Regions from separate parts of the Capra hircus genome. Here region 2 is linked to region 1. Evidence: chromatin contacts called from public Hi-C data. All regions are on one chromosome and are shown on one strand. The core of a region is the stretch at or near the end of the contact, and the rest is flanking DNA. Distances in the headings are between cores, read along the strand shown.

Region 1 (6,184 bases), core at 1,497-3,996:
CTCTTATCTGGACTATTGCAGTAGCCTCCCAGTTGGTCTCTTGTCTCCTAGTCACTATGTTTATCTATCACACAGGTGCTAGAATCATCATCTTAAAATGTAGTTCAAGTAAGTCAACTCCACATCTCAAAAATCTGTAGTGCCTTCCAAAATTAATTAAGCACATCTCCTAGGCCAGTTAGCATGATGGGTTCTGGTACTACAAATATAAATAAAACATAAAATCCTTCCCAGAACTACTGGTGAACAGGGAGGACAGAGGTCCCATAGAAGGATAAAGTTCTCCTGCCCCCATTTCCAAAATGTTTACAGTTCTTTGTGGAAAGAGACTCTACACATGCATTCAATAGATTTCTTCTCTTGTTAGAACTGTCCTATTTCTTTTTTTTATATTCCCACAAGAACTGGATATTAATATTTCCCTGGGCCAGGATAACTCTTGGTTCTTAAATAAGACAAACTCAAGTGCCCAGCCCAGGGCCTGACACATGGTAGATACAATAAATGGCAATTTTCTTCTGGGTGAAGTAGGACTGTGTGTTGTTGGTTTAACAGCAATAACCATCCACTATTAAGCTCTGAGGCTAATGCAGGATTCGCAAGTTTGATCCCTGAGTCAGGAAGATCCCCCGGAGAAGGAAACGGCAACCCACTCTAGTATTCTTGCTTGAGAAATTCCCTTGGACAAAAGAATGGACAGAAGAGCCTGGTGGGCTACAGTCCATGGGGTCGCAAAAGAGTGGGACAGGACTGAGTGACTGATTACACAAAAACACTAAACTCTGAATGTCTTTTTTCCCCTGAACCCTCAAGAAGTAAATGAGGGGCTTCCTTGGTGGTGCAGTAAATAAGAGTCTGCCTGCCAATGCAGGCGACATGGATTCAATTACGGATCTTCCCTGGTGTAGGAAGATCACACATGCTAAAACGCAACTGAGCCCATTGGGCCAGTAACTACTGAGCTCTGCATGCCTAGAGTCTGTGCTTGCAACATGAGAAACCAACTCAATAAAAATCCCATTCACCACAACAAAGCATAGCAACCCCCTTCCCCAGAGCAAGTAAAGAAAGCAGGTACAGTGCCGAAGACCCAGCACAACTAAAAATAAATAAATAAAGGAAAATATTATAGATATTAAAAAAACAATAAAATTTGATTGAGCACAGTAATGGATGGCTATGACCAATTAAAAAGAAAAAAAGAAGGACATGAGTAATGGCCAAATAACTGTTCATCTCAAGCAGAGAGGGAAAAAAAGGGAAAAAAAATCACTACTGTTGTGCGGCAGGATGATAAATGCGAAAAAATTTTTGAGATGCTCAATCAGAATGACACAGCACTTCCCTACTTTTTATTCTGCTATAAGCTCCAAAGGAGATAAAGTAGTGGGGGCTGTGGGCAGAAAGGGGAACACAGTACTATGTGTTATGTTTTTTCCTCCCCCTGGGCCTGCCCTATGTAAACTGGGCTAGCCTGGAGTGCTGTTTGTTCCACCTGAGGTCCTCATTCCAGTCCTCAACCTTCCTTTGTTCTATTTTCGCGGGCTTTTCCCTTCCTTGTCTTTTAGCCACAGCCATTCTGGACTCCTGTTTCCTATTCTAACTACCTAACATATGCATTCAATACTCTTTATTTTATAGCCGAAGCTATGTTGTGACTTGAGGGCGCAGAGATGGTTGTGACCAAGCAGGCTACTGTTTGAGCAGAAAGGATGGAATGAATTCTGAGGATCAGTGAAAGTCAGAAGAGTTTCACCAGAAGGTAATGCCTCAGCTGACACGTTTTCTGCAGGCCAAATAGGAGAGAACAGGTTCTGCACGTTCGAACAAAAGCCTGAGGTTTCAAGCAGTTACTCTCTGTCCTGGGAGTTACAACAGAGGAGCAAGATGAGTTACACTAATAACAACAGCTAACACTTTCATGTGTGAGAATTGCTAAATAAGCTAGAGATGATCTCAACAAAGAATTCATAGTATTCCCATTCTACAGGCGAGAAAAGTTAAGGCTGATTGATTAAGACTCTTGCCTTAAGGCCACACATAAAATAACAAGAGTTTTAACCCAGGAAGACAGAGCTCCAGTTTCTATGAACCACAAATCAGAGCGATGAATGAATGAGATCAAATTTCAGAAAGATTTCCTGCAGCCGCAGTGGAGTGAATGGGAAAGGAACTCATGCAGGGGAGCTGGAATGCAACAACCCTGTTTTAAGGAAGAACAATAAGTGAGGCTGTCTAAATAATGAGGGTTACGGAGGATCAGTCCCTGGAGAAGGAAATGGCAACCCACTCCAGTATCCTTGCCTGGAAAATCTCATGGACAGAGGAACCTGGTGGATTGCAGTCCATGGGGTCGCAAAGAGTCGGGCACGACTGAGCGACTAACACACACACACACACACACACACACACGGAGGATCAGTACTAGAGCAGAGGCTGCGGAAACAGGGGCGGAATATTTCAGAAATACTTGAAGAGATCGTTCTCCTCAGGGTTTGGTTAGACGTAGTCTTCCGTGAGCAGCAGCGAGTGCCCGTACCCTGGTTTGGGCCTTACGAACAAGGAGGAGGCGTTCGTGTTCTGAAAGGACTGAAAGAGCGCCTCAAACTCAGACCTCAACCGTCGCCGGCGGGGAGGGGGACTGGTACTCTAAGGGCGGGAGCCCGCCCCCAGCAAGGGAAAGAGCTGAGTCATCCTAGCAGGGCACGTCGGGTCCCGGCGGTGTGCTGGCCATATCCCCCTCCCCATTCCCCCGCCTGCACCCCCGGCCCTCCCTGACTCTCGCGAGAGCCTTACAGGCTATAAAGGCAGCGCCCCGCGCACGCCTCGCGCGTCTTCTTCCTCGCTGGTATCGGTCCTGTTTCTCTGGAACTGGTGAGTATGAGGGCCGCGCCCCCGCCCCGCCCGTCACCTTTCCCGTCTTCTCCTCGGGGCCCGCTGAACTCAGCTGGGCTCCTCGGACAAAGAAGGCGGCCAGGCGAAGCGACCCTCGTGTGGGGCTCCTTTGGGTGCGGGGACGAGGTTGAAACCCGAGGCTAACGGCAGCTTGAGTCTCCCCTACCCCCAGCAATACAAGCAGAAAGCGCTGATTGGCTTGGCGTGGCGTCTGGGCGGGTTGGTGGTGATGGAGTCTCCTGACGGGCGGGTAAGGGAAACTTCTCGAGTGAATCTGTAAACTGATCAGGAACTGAGAGCTATCCGTCGATCGTGTAGTAGAAGGAGAGGTTGTTCCCGGTCTTCAAGTGTGGAAAGTTACTAAGATTCCGTTCTCCGTCTTTATTTTTCCACCTGCAGAATGGGGTTTGTAGTGATTCTAAATGTCCTCGGTGAAGACTGAGCACTCTTCTGGAGCTTTCTGAGATGCTAGGGTGGGGGTGATGATGGGAGTGGCAGGAGGGTACAAGAAGTGGGTTTTGGCGGAGTGGCTTTCACGAGGGACCTTCAAGGGGCGATTTCCTGAAGGGGACACACCCGGTGGAACTCCAGCTTCCCCGCCTCCCGCTCTTGGTCGTGCTTTAGTGGACGTAGGGATCCCTTGGAAAAGGTTTGAATAAGGAGGACATGTATATTAGGGTCACCTGTGTTTGGTTGGGTTTTTTGGTTTGCTGTTATAGGTGTTAAGCGGTTAAAAAAAAATTGTCACAGTCGATGTTCAATCTTTCTTTTGGCTGTAGTATTATGAACCAAGAATTTTGGGACTTGAAAAGTTAGCTTCTTGGGATTATCAAACTGATGACTTACTGGGTTAAATCTTACCGTGTTCTTGACCCGGGTAAATCCAGTGTTACATTGCTTTTTGGCAATAAATTGACTCTTGTTCTAACCATTTTTCCAGGATCTTGGTCCCTCAGTAAACTCACTTTTGAAAGGACTTCTGGGCTTTAAACACAACACTTAGAATTTTGAAATTGAGAGATGCCATAATCTTGGACTTGGCCTCTTAAAAAATTGGATTGGCTTTAGGGTGTGTGTCTTGGAAAATCTACCCAGAGAAAGAACGTGTGCTTCCCACGTTCTGAAGGCAGATGGAGGTGCAGTCCAGGGAAAGGGCATCATGGCAGCTTCTGAGGCTTGGATGCTTAGTGTTTATGGCATTGCACCTTTGGGCCCAGGTTTGAGAGTTTCCACCCTCTTCTGTTTGTACACCTGTATAATAAACGTACACAGGAAAATGCAATTGTACTGATGATGGTTCAGGAACAGGAAGAGTTCAGTTTATAAAGAAATTCCCATTTTAAAATGAAAACAACATTGTAAATCAACTATATTCCAATAAAAATTTAAAGATCTCAAATGAACAGTCCCTCCCCTCAAAAGTGAAAACAGAGGTGAGATTCAGAGATGTGTAATATTTTTGTTTGAAAAGTTGGAAAGCTCAGTTCATGCTTCTTACTGTTATAAAAGTTTATGTGTATATTCAAGACCACTGGACAATTTCTACAGCTTAGTCTCTTAAATAGATGAAGGTTGTTATCTAGAAAAGTAAGACTTGTTTCTAATCCACTTTCTCATCTTTTCCAGCTGATAGCAATATGTCTTCAGGAAATGCCAAAATTGGGCACCGTGCCCCCCAGTTCAAAGCAACAGCTGTTATGCCAGATGGTCAGTTCAAGGATATCAGCCTAGCTGACTACAAAGGTAAGAGTAATTAAGTTCATTAATATGAAATTATATTACAGTCTAGGGAGGGCTTGTTCACTCTATCTCTTGTCATGTTTGAGTGTAAAATGATTTTTACATCTCATTTGTCTTTAGGATAAGAGGCTGTTGCCTTCCTATTGAAAGTGGTGATTATCATCAGTGAACATAGGGTAGATCTCCAAGTCCAAACTACTTCTGGAGAAGGCATGTGCCTACTTCATTATATCTGGACATAATATCTCAATTATCTTCCCAATATTGCTCCTCAGTTATTTTACTGGAGATACACTCATTATCTTGTTACAGTTTAAAGCCTTGGACAATTTAAAGTCTCAGAGCTCGTCTTTGGAGCTGTGAAACTGTTCAGTTTACAAAATGTGTGTCACGATTGAGGGTTTAGGCATGTTCCCTTGACATTTTACCCCCAGAGAAAAATTGATGTCACAATTGGAACAACTCTCCTTTCTGTTAAGTAGTTTCATGTAGAAACCAGGCAAATACTAATGAGGATCTTTTTACTTTACTGTCCTAGAATAGCAAGGTATTCTGGGACAGTTCAAAATACGGATTTCCTAGAATTTAAACTTAAGGACTCAGGCGTCAAGTATACCTTTCTTGGTGATATAGCAGTTCATAGAGTTAGCTTTTGGGTAAAACCTATGACTAGATTTCTTAACAAATTCCACATACTGGTTGGAATGAGAGCAGATAAGTGGGGCCCTATGGAGGAAAGCTCCTCCTGGCAAACAAAGTAAGTAGTACCATAGGGAGGTGACCCTGGCCCAAGGGTAAAGGCATGAGGTTTAGGAAGAGTTGCTCTGTGCCCTCCTGGGCTTGACCTGCTGAAGCTTGTTAGCAAAACCCTGGGGGAAGGTTGAAGTGAATGTCAGAAGGACCAGCATATTTTGATTTTGAAACATTGCTGGTATCTGGAAATGTGAATATTTGGAATTGTTGGTGAGAGACTGCTTGACAGGTTGAAGATCTACTTCAGTTGGTAATCAGAATGACTTCAATAAAATTCCAACTAGAAATCCTATTACCTACCAGGAGAATTTTGGGACCTTTGTCTCAGAAATTTTTTCCTTGCTTGTGCATCCTATCAGACTTATTTGAACCATGTTTGTGGTGATTTAGGTATCACTTAGACCTTACCTATCACGTTAACTGTGGTTCACTGTGGAAGAATAGCAAAGGCTCTGACTTTCTCTTGTTGGTCTTGTTGCCTTGTGGCAGAGAATCCAGCAATTCAGCTCTTTCTGGGCACTGATTATATGAGTATTGGCAGTAGATGATTGCATCCTTGTTTTTTCTTTTCTTCACAGAAGAACTTGGTGTTTGTGTTAATTTTAACTACTCAGAGAAGATCAAAATTAGACTGAACAGTGCTTATCTGTAGTTGGCAGCTAACATGGAAGAAGGAAAATTCTTATGGCCGAGGTTCTACAGTAGCTTCTAGGCATCATCTGTGTTGCGCATCTTGGTATTTTAACAGTCGTCTGCCATCAGTTAAAAAAGAAAAAAAAAAGGCTTCTTTTTTCCC
Region 2 (6,243 bases), core at 672-3,171, 44 kb before region 1:
ATGACACCATCCTTAGGGCAGAAAGCGAAGAGGAACTAAAGAGCTTCTTGATGAAGGTGAAAGAGGAGAGTGAAAAAGCTGGCTTAAAACTCAACATTCCGAAAACTAAGATCATGGCATTCAGTCTCATCACTTCATGGCAAATAGACGGGGAAACAATGGAAACAGTGACAGAATTTATTTTCTTGGGCTCTAAAATCACTGCAGATGGTGATTGCAGCCATGAAATTAAAAGACGCTTGCTCCTTGGAAGAACAGCTATGACAACCTAGACAGTGTACTAAAAAGCAGAGACATTAGTTTGCCAACAAAGGTCTGTCTAGTCAAAGCTATGGCTTTTTCAGTAGTCATGTATGGATGTGAGTCGGACCATAAAGAAGGCTGAACACTGAAGAATTGATGCTTTTGAACTGTGGTGTTGGAGAAGACTCCTGAGAGTCTCTTGGGCTGCAAGGAGACCAAATCAGTCAATTCTAAAGGAAATCAATCCTGAATACTCATTGGAGGGACTGATGCTGAGGCTGAAGTTCAGGTAATTTGGCCACGTGATGCAAAGAGTCGACTCATTGGAAAAGACCCTGATACTGGGATGGCAGGAGGAGAAGGTGATGACAGAGGATGAGATGGTTGGATGGCATCACCGACTCAATGGCCATGAGTCTGAGCAAGCTCAAGGAGATGGTGAAGGACAGGAAAGCCTGGCATGCTGCAGTCCAAGAGGTTGCAAAGAGTTGACCAGGACTCAGCAACTGAATAACAACAACCTGCTGTGTGTAAGGAACCAAATGTGCAACGGAAGACACGATCACAGCACAGGGTGATAAATGGTACCTCAGGGGTCAGCCCAATGTCAGGCACAAAGGAGTCCCACATCTCCACAGCACTCAGTGCAGATCATCAGGGAACGGGCTGCTTCCTATGCTTGAGGCCCTGCTGGGTCCCTTAACCACTGCTCTGGATCAGTTGGGGAAGCCTAGAGCTCATTATGGGTCCCTTCTTCCCTTGTTTCTTCCCACCGCCCTCCAGGCTTATCACTATCAAATGTGAAGTATAGGAATGGGGGTGATAGAGAAAACACAAGGACCCTCTCCCAAATAGTGCCTTTTCCCTAGAAGAGGGGCAAGAACCCCCTTCTTCTGCCCCCATCCCTCACCTGGCCAGGGTCGCTCTTCCAGGTGCCCAGTCCAATCAGGGGCATCTTCTGCCCAGTATGTAGGAGGATACAGGAAGCCGCCATTGTCCTTGAAACACAGAAGGAAGAAAATGGTGTGAGGGTCAGTGTTGCTGTTGGGGAGACTGGTCAAGCCTCCTGTAAAACATGGGAGGAAGGGGGCACAGAGATGACAAGAGAACAGATACTGGGTCATGTGTATATGCCTGGGAGCAAAGGCAGCTGAGACAGGGCGCCCAGAACCAACCAAAGCCAGTAACTCCCAGACAAACACTAACAGGACCACCAGTCTGGCTGCCCTTCCTTTCACCAGGCTAAGGGTCTGGTTAAAGAGCTCTTAAACCTAAAAAGAAAGGCGAGGTGGCTCCCCAGAAGTACTCAACCTTGACTACATGAGGTCTCAGGCAGTGTAAGTAAGCAAAGGCCTTTATGAGACAAAGGGAGACCAGGTGACAGACAGAATCGAAGGATGAGATGAACGTTCCAGGAGACTGTTAGCACTACAGAGACTGAGTGCCTCTCACAGAGGTCTGAGCAGCCGTGCTACGAGGCCGAGTGGGCTCTTATAAGGGAAGTATCTTAGTTTTTAGATTAAAAAAGAACTGCAGGTTTGATCCCTGGGTCAGGAAAATCCCCTGGAGTAGGAAATGGCAAACCATTCCAGTATTCTTTCCTGGAAAATTCCATGGATAGAGGAGCCTGGGGGGCTACAGTCTACGGGGTAGCAGAGCCAGACCTGACTAAGCACGCACGCATGCGCGCGCGCGCGCGCACACACACACACACACACACACACACACACACCACACACACACACACACACACACCCCCACCCACACACACACCCACACACCCCTTTTGGAGACCACTCTTTCTGCTAAAATAAAAACAGTTCAATTTGGGCAGCAAACCATGGACCACTGAGGGCAATACTCTCTGTTACCAAACTTCTCAGGGACACAAACTATCCAGGATCAGGCAAACATGTCTGTACTTCACAGGAGGAACTAGCTTGCCAGCTGCTACCAGGGACTGTGGCTGGTTTCCTGGGCTTGATCTTCAACCTGCGGCCTCTTGGCCTCTGCCAGATTTCTCAGAACACAAGGGTTGGCTCTGAAATTACACCTAGGCTGAGAGTGTGAACAAAAACCTGGTCTGGGGGAAAAGGAAGAAGAAACCTGAAGCTTGCCTCTCCCCTTTCTTTTGCAGGTGAAACTGAAAACCAAAAAGGCTAAGGCTTGGGGGGCAGGGATCAGAGGTAGAAACAGTAAACACAGATCTTCAAAGAACAAACGCTCCAAAGGACAGATGGAAGGCAGAAGATAGATGTGCTTCTCTGTCAGAGGACAGGAAGTCATCCTCTGCCAGCTCCTGACTTCCTTATCTTCTGCCTGGGCATCAGCCTTTCAGCCTAGCCCTGTGTTAAAAGGCTCTGAGCTTGTCAGCATCTGCCTAGCTGGACCTCTAGCAGCATTCAGACACCCCCATGTTATTTTGGGAGAGGTTCAAGGTGGGAAAGAAAGAGAAGCTGAGTGTATAGGGGGGCGGGTGAGGGCAGTATCAGGACTCAGGTTTTATTAATCCCAGGTCAGTGCCTAGGTTCCTCCTCTCTGGGGCTTAGTCTTCCCTTCTCAGAGAAGTGCTCTATAGTTGCTGCCAGGATGCAAGAAACTTGAAAACACAGGAAGAAGCAGCAGTCTTCACATGAGTGTTCCCTGGCTGCATAGGCCTTCCCTCTCTGCCACCTTCCCCCACAAAAAATCCTGGTGTGCCTCAGGGTTCGGAGAAGGCAATGGCACCCCACTCCAGTACTCTTGCCTGGAAAATCCCATGGACAGAGGAGCCTGGTGGGCTGCAGTCCATGGGGTCGCTGAGGGTCAGACACGACTGAGCGACATCACTTTGACTTTTCACTTTCATGCATTGGAGAAGGAAATGGCAACCCACTCCACTGTTTTTGCCTGGAGAATCCCAGGGACGGCGGAGCCTGGTGGGCTGCTGTCTATGGGGTCACACAGAGTTGGACACGACTGAAGCGACTTAGCAGCAGCAGCAGGGTTCTGTCCTCAGTCCCATCTCGCTCCCTAGTTAAGCTTCAGTGATGACTTTAATCACTAATTCTTCCCACCCCAATTCTATATATTCACCTCCCTCTGGACATTTCCACCAGTATATCCTATAGGTATGAGACTTAACATATCCAAAACTAAACTTATCAAACCCAACAACAGAGCACGAGGAAATAGTTTAAGTTCTGGAGTTGCACAGACCTGGGTTTGAATCTCAGCTCCTCTATTTTGAAGAGATATTATGCCTAAAGTCCTCTGCACAGCGCCTGACCATGTTCTTTGTTCTATACACTCTGTCTTCCCAGGACTCAAGGCCTTGGATGACAAGCGTGAAAGCAAACCAGACCACACGTTCACAGTATAATCCATGGGGGTCTTACAAAAGCCGTCTAAAGTATTTCAGTTTGTTTGAGGCATTTCTGAGTATTATAAGATTAGGGTTTTGACAGGTAATGGGAAGAGGATTATAGCTTCTCCTGAACTTTGACGCCAGCACGGAAAGCCACCTTAAATATGAAACAGTGGCCAAGATTTGGTCTATCTGGCTGGGTTAAAAATCCTGTAATACTTGTAAATATTTTTTAAAAGATACTGTTTGCTCTAAACTGTAATGTAACACCTAAGACTGCAATACCACTCTCTGGACTTCTTGATGTATGTGAAAAGAATTTTAAAATATATACTCTTTAAATCTTTACCCAACCCATCCATATCCACCTCCAGGGCCACTGCTCCAGCTGTGACCACCCTTCCCAGAACCAGGGATTGTTCTGATCCAGTGAGGCCCCTCTCCCCGACAAAGCAGTCCCCAAATCTGACCATGTGACTCCCAGGCTCTCTTCCAGTAGTTCTCTCCTACCACCGGGGTAAAGTCCAGACTCCTTAGTAATACCCTTTATAACCTGGCTCCCACCTCCCCCATCTCTCCACCTCTTCACTTCAGACAACATATTCCAGACTCTGCAGAAGCAGCCACCATACTTGACTCCAGGCCTCTGCACACTTCCCTTCTGCACAAGTTCCACCTTTGGCTGGCTAACTGCAGCTCACCCTTCAGCTAGCTTTAAATTTCTGGCTCCTCCCATGTACTGACAGCTGTGCACAACACTGCATTTGTGTGCTCATTTTCCCTCAGAAATTTAAGTACTCCTCAAGGTCAGGGTCTGTCATTTGTCTAACCTGGTAGCTGCTACAGTGCCTGCTTCCCATTTCCCCTACCCCACACACAGGCAAACAGGGGAGATCTTGACAGCTGGAGGTGCATCTGAGAAAGTCACTGCCTCCATCACCTTCTTTCTTTACTTCTTAGACAACCTGGAAACAACGATTTCTGGAAAATAACAAAGCACTTTACCATCTCCGATTAAAAAAAAAAATTATTCCATTAGGCATTGCTCTTGTATTACAGATAAGAAATCTGAGACCTTGGGGGCAGTAACAAGACTGACCAGAACCCTCAAGACTCTTCTAAGGGAGGTCATGCAGCCCTGAGTATGGACAGGCTGAAGGAAAGAGTTAATTAATAATAACCCCATTCGGTGAAGGTTCAGATTTCAGTCTGAAAGAGCACTCGGGCAAAACAGAAACATGCCCTGGCTTTCCCAAACCCAAGGCAGCTCCCAAAGCTTGCGAACCCACGCCCCTCTTGCCACGTCAGGTTTTATTAATTTCATAATTCCTATGGAATCTGCGATTCCATGAGAAAGCCAGATTTCCTGGAAAAACCGTGTCGATGGGCAAACAAAAAAGGAAGATGGCAACCAAAACCTACAATCGGTGCATGTAGCTTTTAAGAGCTTTATCTCACTTAACTCTTGCTACAGTTCTGATGTAGGAACTGATTTTACCGCTGAGAAAACTGAGGGCCTGAGAAACTGAGGACTTATCCAAGATCATTTAGAGAATAAGAGGAAGCGCAAATCCGAAACCAAGTGTGGCCGCCTCCATTTGCTCTTCGCTCCAAACAAGGGGGCGGACACATCTGGAGTAAAGGTTCGAGGCCATCTCCACTGCGCCAAAGAAATAGGGCAGCAGAGGAGAGACTCACCTCGGCACAGAGGGTAAGAGGGTGGTATGGCTTCCCAGCTAGCCCTGCTAGCCACCAAGTGAGCCTCAGCTTCCGGGATAGGTGGGCAGCAGGAGAAACACGCCTGCGCTTGATGCAGGGACTTAAGCCTGGCAGTGATGAGGAAGCTCCTCCCAGAGGAGTGGCGGGGGCCGGGCGTTCAGCATCACGCGCGTGGTGGACCCCGCCCCTACCTCCAGAAAGAAGCTGAGGAGTGGAAGCCTGAGCTAGGAGGCTGCACCATCCGTTCCGCAGGACGGTGATGAGTGGATTGCCCACGAACATCCTGCGGAACGTGGGGCCACACAGCGTGTCCTACCGTGGAGCTTGTACACTGCACACCGCTGGTTTGCCGAACTCCCGCGTAAAAGATGCACGCGCCTAGGGTCACGTAGGCTGCCCCGAGGGCGGGACTAGGCCGCGCCTCTGCCTGGCCCACACTGCACCGCGCGCCGCCTGTGAGGCGGCTCTGGGCGGTCCCCGCTCTCCAGCCAGAGGGAGAATCCGGCGTCCTCATGGCGGCTTCTCCTGCAGTGGGCTCTTCCCTCTCTCCACCGAATAAAACGTAATTCAACGTTTAGACTGTCAGTATTTTTTTATTCATTAATACATACAGAACAACGCACAAATCTTAAACATGCAACTCTGATTTTTTCTTTTTCATTGTAATCAGCATCCAACGCACTTGCAGTCAGTCTCCTGTGAGGAAAGTATTCACCTTCCACTTTACAGATTGTGCAGACTTAGCAGGCTTTACTTTGTTCAGAGTCAGATAGCTATTAAATTGCAGTTCTGAGATTTGAAATAGCTTTACCATTCGGACTCAGAGGTGTCTTGAATTTGTTTTCCTTGGCAGAATGGACAGGAAGCAGGTTTGTCCTGTTATAGCTCTTTCTCTCCCTCACCTCCTACCTGCGCCTCTGTACTCTGCCAGCGCG

The links. A called contact is a pair of places that touch in the nucleus more often than the background predicts.
Region 2: a contact with region 1 is called in a Hi-C map of blood, with 5 times the contacts expected there. The contact joins the enhancer-like site here to the promoter of PRDX1 in region 1. A contact is called at or near these places in 4 of 5 Hi-C or Micro-C datasets (blood and liver).

What each region holds. Positions count from the first base shown.
Region 1 is chr3:20,217,358-20,223,541 of ARS1.2, reverse strand. It overlaps PRDX1 (peroxiredoxin-1), which reads left to right and starts at 2,746. Exons shown (of 6, transcript XM_005678534.3): 1 at 2,746-2,874; 2 at 4,522-4,638. The coding sequence starts at 4,533.
Region 2 is chr3:20,260,314-20,266,556 of ARS1.2, reverse strand. It overlaps AKR1A1 (alcohol dehydrogenase [NADP(+)]), which reads right to left and starts at 5,729. Exons shown (of 9, transcript XM_018043621.1): 1 at 5,625-5,729; 2 at 1,154-1,241. The coding sequence starts at 1,237. Within about 2 kb of position 1,921, at least 1 of the 5 cell types and tissues checked has an H3K27ac peak or open chromatin away from gene starts, as enhancers often do.